Regions from separate parts of the Mus musculus genome. Here region 2 is linked to region 1. A link is a contact called in public HiChIP or PLAC-seq data. All regions are on one chromosome and are shown on one strand. The core of a region is the stretch at or near the end of the contact, and the rest is flanking DNA. Distances in the headings are between cores, read along the strand shown. Region 1 overlaps Rab31 (RAB31, member RAS oncogene family). Region 2 overlaps Ppp4r1 (protein phosphatase 4, regulatory subunit 1).

Evidence for each region. HiChIP or PLAC-seq counts read pairs in DNA pulled down with a chosen protein or histone mark.
Region 2: a contact with region 1 is called in an HNF4G HiChIP or PLAC-seq map of pancreatic cancer cells. The contact joins two enhancer-like sites. A contact is called at or near these places in 2 of 15 datasets of contacts at CTCF or cohesin (large pre-B cells and pro-B cells), 12 of 484 Hi-C or Micro-C datasets (the C2C12 cell line, the HPC-7 cell line, bone marrow-derived macrophages and 8 more), 6 of 115 datasets of contacts at active chromatin or transcription factors (the HPC-7 cell line, embryonic fibroblasts, embryonic stem cells and 3 more) and 3 of 9 other capture datasets (adipose tissue, liver and pancreatic islet).

The regions. Positions count from the first base shown.
Region 1 is chr17:65,702,395-65,705,413 of GRCm38.p6, reverse strand. All of the region lies in intron 3 of Rab31 (RAB31, member RAS oncogene family), which reads left to right. Among named protein-coding and RNA genes, the nearest start is that of Gm35477, 62 kb to the right of the region's middle. Within about 2 kb of position 1,488, at least 160 of the 459 cell types and tissues checked have an H3K27ac peak or open chromatin away from gene starts, as enhancers often do. A contact at or near this core is called in the C2C12 cell line and pancreatic cancer cells, where this site is marked.
Region 2 is chr17:65,812,482-65,815,282 of GRCm38.p6, reverse strand. It overlaps Ppp4r1 (protein phosphatase 4, regulatory subunit 1), which reads right to left. Exons shown (of 20, transcript NM_001114131.1): 7 at 1,718-1,825; 8 at 1,530-1,595; 9 at 819-977. Among named protein-coding and RNA genes, the nearest start is that of Ppp4r1, 31 kb to the right of the region's middle. Within about 2 kb of position 1,337, at least 30 of the 459 cell types and tissues checked have an H3K27ac peak or open chromatin away from gene starts, as enhancers often do. A contact at or near this core is called in the C2C12 cell line and pancreatic cancer cells, where this site is marked.

The sequences.
Region 1 (3,019 bases), core at 239-2,738:
CTTCTGTTTGTCTTCCCCTGCTGGGAAATCGGAGAATTTAACTTACACGTGCAGGGAAAAAGTAATTTCAGTGGTAACCCTATGATGATGCTCAGTATGTGTTTCCAAGGCCTTGATAGAAGAGTTGAGGTGGGGAGTGGGTTGTGGCCCCTGTGTGTGCATCTGTGACACCTGTGTGACTCCAGTGTGTGCAGCTGCTACCCTTGTGTGTGCTGCTTGTGACCACTGTGTGCGCAGCTGTGGCCCCTGTGTGTGCATCCGTGAAACCTGTGTGTGCATCGGTGTGCACATCTGTGACATTTGTATGTACATCTGTGACTTCTATCCATGTGTCTGTGACCCCTATGTGTGCATCCGTGTGGCTGGGAGCTTGTTGAAGACCTCTGGCTCCCTTCTTTACCATGAACAATTCTGGCCCATGTTAGACTGTCATCCCACTCTACGAGGGCATTTCCCAGTTTCATACTCAGGGCAGAAGGAACAGGAAGAACGAAGGAAAAGACACGTCCCACTCTCTACGATACTCTTTGCTCTTACTGTGCATTCTCTAAATGCACTGAGTGTCAGCTGCATCTGCTGGCATGGGAGGGTAATCTGGGGTGACGGCAGAAACAGAATCGTAGGGCAAAGTCCAGCTCAGGCATCCCCACAGCTTCGGCTCACTACATATCTTGATATGCCCTAAAAAACAAACAAACAAACAAACAAACAAAAAAAAACCCAAAACCCAAAAACCAAAACAAAACAAAAAAAAACCCAAAAAACCAGGCAGTAAAAAGTAGAGAAATGGCGGGAGAGGTGACGCCCAGCTATAGTCCAAGTGCTCAGGAGACTGATGCAGGATTGCCACAAGTTAGAGTCTAGCCTGGGCTACATAGTGTGAGACCTTGTCTCAGTAAACTGAACAAGGAAGTGAAGGGGAGCTGGAACGGGGAGGGAGGAAAGGCAGGAAGTGAAGGTTGGATGAATATGGCCATGTTATGAGGACCGGCTAAAGGAAAGCAGCAAGGGCTTGCAGCTGGAAGAACTGCAGTAAGAGGCGTGGGGAACGAAGCAGCCCCCTGCCGAGGTGGCCTCTTTGGCTCAGCTCCAGTCCTGCAGGACGCTTAGGAGTATTTACCACCGTCTTTGAAGAGCTCTCTCTACCTGGTCTCTCCAAGGTGACCTGAACTACAGAGCACAACAGCAAGCCCTGAGCAGTCGTCCTGTTTGGGCCTGATCTGGCCTGCTGTGCTTGACTCTTGTCGGAACCAAGGCTACTGCAAGGTCAGAACAGTGTTGTCTTGGCGCTGTTAGCCTTGAAGATGGATGTGGTGTCCCGGTCAGGTCATCAAGACTATCTAGTCCTTAGTGATGAGGATGCCTGATGTCTCCTGTGAACAAATCCTCCTGAAAAGATGCTGTGTCTGCCGAGACTGATGGCCTGATGAGGGTTCCAGCTGTTCTATGGGGAGGTTGGAATGTAGCAAGTCCAGACACTGCTTGCCTTATTTTCGACTAGTTCAAACCTCAGAATAGCTATTCCCTGACCAACTCTGTGTCAGAGCAAACACCCTGTGACTAATAACCTCTTGGAACCTAGCCACTTAACAGACAACTAGCTTCTGCCAGCCCCAAAGCTCATATAATGTCTTGGGTCTATAGATAGAAGCTTCTCTTATCTCTTGCCTGACTCTCTGATGTACCCGCCAACATATTTTAAACTTGTCTTGATTTATGACTTTGTTCTGTAAAATTATTAAAAAAAAAAAAAAAACTAAACAAAACTGCTTCCAAATTGCAAGTGGGATTTGGAGTGATCGAAATCTGTGGTCCTCAGCCTGTGGTCACTCAACCTGGCTGCAGAAGAAACTCTCATTCCCTTTAAGATGAGAGCCCTGGTTTTTGTTTTGCTTCAACACTACCGAGTCAAGTGTGAGTTTGACCCAAAGTAAAGGAGGCAGATACAAAACAAAGGCAGAGTGTCAGGCCTTTCACCCAGTCCTTGTGGGCTCAAGTGTGGAATCAGCCTTTTTAGCAAAAACGGGTTTGAGGCAACTATTATCACGAGGTATCATTTTGGACTTTTAGGAAATTCCTAGGCTAAATTGAGGCTCATGACCTTACGAAGCATGCACCCCTTCAACAGAACACATGTTTATCCGTGTATGATATCCCAGCTCATGGAAGATTCTAGTTCTTTGTACCTTCTTCTCCTTCTCCTCCTCCTTCTCTTCTTCATCTTCCTTCTCCTTCTCTTCTTCCTCCTCGTTATTTATTATGATTATCATCATCATCATTATTATTATATCTGAGAACTGAACCTGGGGCCCCCTGAGGCTGCTAAGAACAAGCACTCTACCACTGAGCGATACCACCTACACTGTCTTATAAAAACACTCGTCTTGGCACTATAGACGGCTCAGCAGATTAGAGCACTGGCTGCTCTTCCAGAGGATCTGGGTTTGGCTCCCAGCACCTCTTTGGCAGCTCACCATTGTTTATAACTCCAGTTCCAGGGAATCGACACCGTCTTCCGAGGTCTTTGGTGCACTCTTTGGTACAGGTAGACATGCTATCCTGCAACCCACTATGTAGACAAGGCTAGCCTCACACTCTCAGAGATCTGCCTGCCTCTGCCTCCTGAATGCTAGGATTAGAGCCCCCACATCTGAAGAAGCACTTTTGGATTTAATGACATATTTATTAAAAAGGAAACTATTAAGAAAGACGTTTCTTGTTATTGCATAGGTTATGTATCATTTAAAAAAAAAACCAGTTTCTATTAACTCAGAAATATTAAAACCACCAGTCCTTGGGATGACGGTGCCCTTCTTTGGTGCTAACCATTGTGAACAGTTCCCTCCATTGTCTCCAGGCACTCTCTCTGTTCCCCCTCCATTCTGTCAGGTGTCAGGATGTTGGGGCAGGCATATTAACTAGGCTCTCTTTTCAGGGAAGAGAGAAGGTCTGTGTGAAACTGGGACAGAGCGATCCTTCATTACTGTTTTTCCATTCAGCTTCTGCCAGCTGAGCACGC
Region 2 (2,801 bases), core at 88-2,587, 110 kb before region 1:
GTATAGGGGACTTTCAGGATAGAATTTGAAATGTAAATGAAGAAAATACCTAATTAAAAAATTGGAAAAAGAAAAAAATACTTTCCAGCTAATAAAAAGACAACCTTTAATAACCTCCTACTGACTAGTCATATATTTATATGAATAACATAATTATAAATTCTTTCTTTTGAGGGAAGGTGTTCAAGACAGGGTTTCCCTAGGTAGCTCTATCTCAGAAATCACTCTGTAGACCAGGCTGGCCTCACACTCACAGGTCCTCTGCCTCTGAGTGCCAGGATTAAAGGCGTGTGCCACTTGTACTTGGAGTAAATTAGTTTTAAATTTGAAATCATTGAGCTAGAGAAATGGCTCGCAGTTAAGAACACACTCTTCCAAAAACCCTGGGTTCAGTTCCCAGCACCCACATGGTAACTCACAGCTTTCCAGCACTCCTGTTTCAGCACTAACACCCTCTTCTGTTTTCAGTGGACCCCAGATATGCATGTGGTGTGCATGTATATGTATGTGTGTGTGTACACACATACACATACACACATATATACATATACAAACACGTCCGTGCATGCATACAGGCAAAATACCCATAGACATAAAATAAAATATTAAAACACTTTTTTTTTTAAAAAATCATTTACTTTCTTCCAGAGGTCCTGAGTTCAATTCCCAGCAAACACATGGTGGCTCACAACCATCTGTAATGGGATCTGATGCCCTCTTCTGGTCTGTCTGAAGAGAGCAATGGTGGTGTACTCATATATACAAAATAAATAAATCATTTACTTTAGTCTCAAAATGTTTTTAAAAAGCAATGTTACCCAACGTGAAGGATCACTGATCAAGTTAATAAATAGTGCTGATAACTTTGTCCGTCGGATTTCTTGACATGTTGCACAGGAGACAGCCATGAAGCACTCAGCACAGGCCTTTCGGACGCCCCACACGTTATCAGAGCACAGCTGGAAGAACCTGGGCAGCTGTGGGAACACGGGGACACCAGTTACTTCCCTGCCATCTTCTGTTTTAATGATGGATATTCTTAAAACATACAGAACGTATTTAAACACTGGAACTCAAAAACTTCTAATGCATCACTCCAGTTTATAACTCCCCCTAGAAAGGCAAAACACAGCTGACTGTCACCCGAGAGCTCACAGCTGAGCTCCTCGTGCCAGTGGATGTATAGACAGTCTACGCGTATGAATTTGTGCATGGGGCACATGCATGTCACAACTTAACTCCTCTGCTACGAGATTTAAGTGGCACCAGAGAGGACTCTAGTAAAGCAAATGCCCTAGTGAGGTTAGAGACTCGGGTGAGTGAGTCAGGACTGAGTCACTATGTACAAGTGGGAGGCTAACAGGGAACCACTGTTTAATGCTTAAAGAAGCAATCCTTATCAGAACGCCTTGCAAACACCAACTTGTAGTTCCAAATGTACAAACATCATTCTGGTTTGCAGTCACGGGGGCATATTAATAAACTCTATTACTCTGTATTGCTTATTCTTTAATACCTTAGATACTTACCAACATTTCTTCTGTTGCTTGTTGGCCAACTACACTGCAAATATCTCCAAAATTGGCAGCGCAGACCTGTAACAGAACCATCACTAACATTTTAGTATCGCATAGGAGTTCCTTAAAAACATCACATTCCACACACCAGAGCATCATGCGTTCTTAAACTCAGAAACCCAGAGTGGATGCAGACTTACCTTCCGGACATGAAACATTCGACAGTCACAGCACATCTCGCAGAACCTGGGGAGGATGAGGCGCTCCGTAATGTCCTTCCCAACCATGGGGGCCATCTTGCACATTATCTGAAACAAGTGAGAAAAATTCATCTTGAAAACATCTAAGGCCTTTTTAAGTTAAACTTAATAATTTAAAGAAACACATATTAACCAATGTACAGCAAATGTACTAAATCTAGAGGAAAATGATTTTCCTATCACTAGTTAATAACTTAATCATTTTGCCAGTAACTTCGAAAGAGAAAAATAGGAAAAAGAGAAAAAAAGAAAATTCCACCTTTAAACTTAGCACTTGAGAAGTAGAAGCAGGCAGGCTATGAGTTCAAGGCCAGCCTGGCCTACAATCGAGTTCCACAACAGCCAGGGCCATGTCTCAAAACACCCACCGCAGCAGCAGCAGCAGCAGCAGCAGCAGCAGCAGCAGCAGCAGCAGCAGCAAGGGAGTGCCTGTTCAAAGGCAAGGCTGTGTCTGAGGAGATGACTGCTGAGTGCAGCTGTGTCTCCGAGGAAAGCTCTGCGTCACGTCAGCTTTGGTGTCAATGGGGGAGTCAAGCCTGCCTTTGCATAGACACAGTACTAATACAAATTTGTTCCAGCTAACCAATAACAAAGTAAGAGTTTCCTTCCCTAACAACTGCTCAAGTCCATCCCCATACTTAATACACAGGGAGATCTGATGCCTGCCTGACAGCATTTCCCAGACACAGCTATTCCCAGAGTGTGTAAAAGACACATGGACGGTAAAGAGACTCTCAGCTATGTGCAGCATCACTGCCTACAGAAGCTCCAAAGGATCTAATAAAGAACCTACCAGAATAAGTACATATAACAAAGCTGCAGGTATCTATATAAGAATAAAAACGGCTTATATTTCTATAAATCAACAATGAACTGGAGGGCTTTAAAAATACATCATTTATAATGTTAAATTGTGAAATCCAACAAAAAGCGAGATCTTCCTGTTCAAAGTTACAAAACATAACTGTGTAATCAAATCCATAAGTAAATCCCTTCAAGATGCGTCACGCTCACAGGTGGTCAG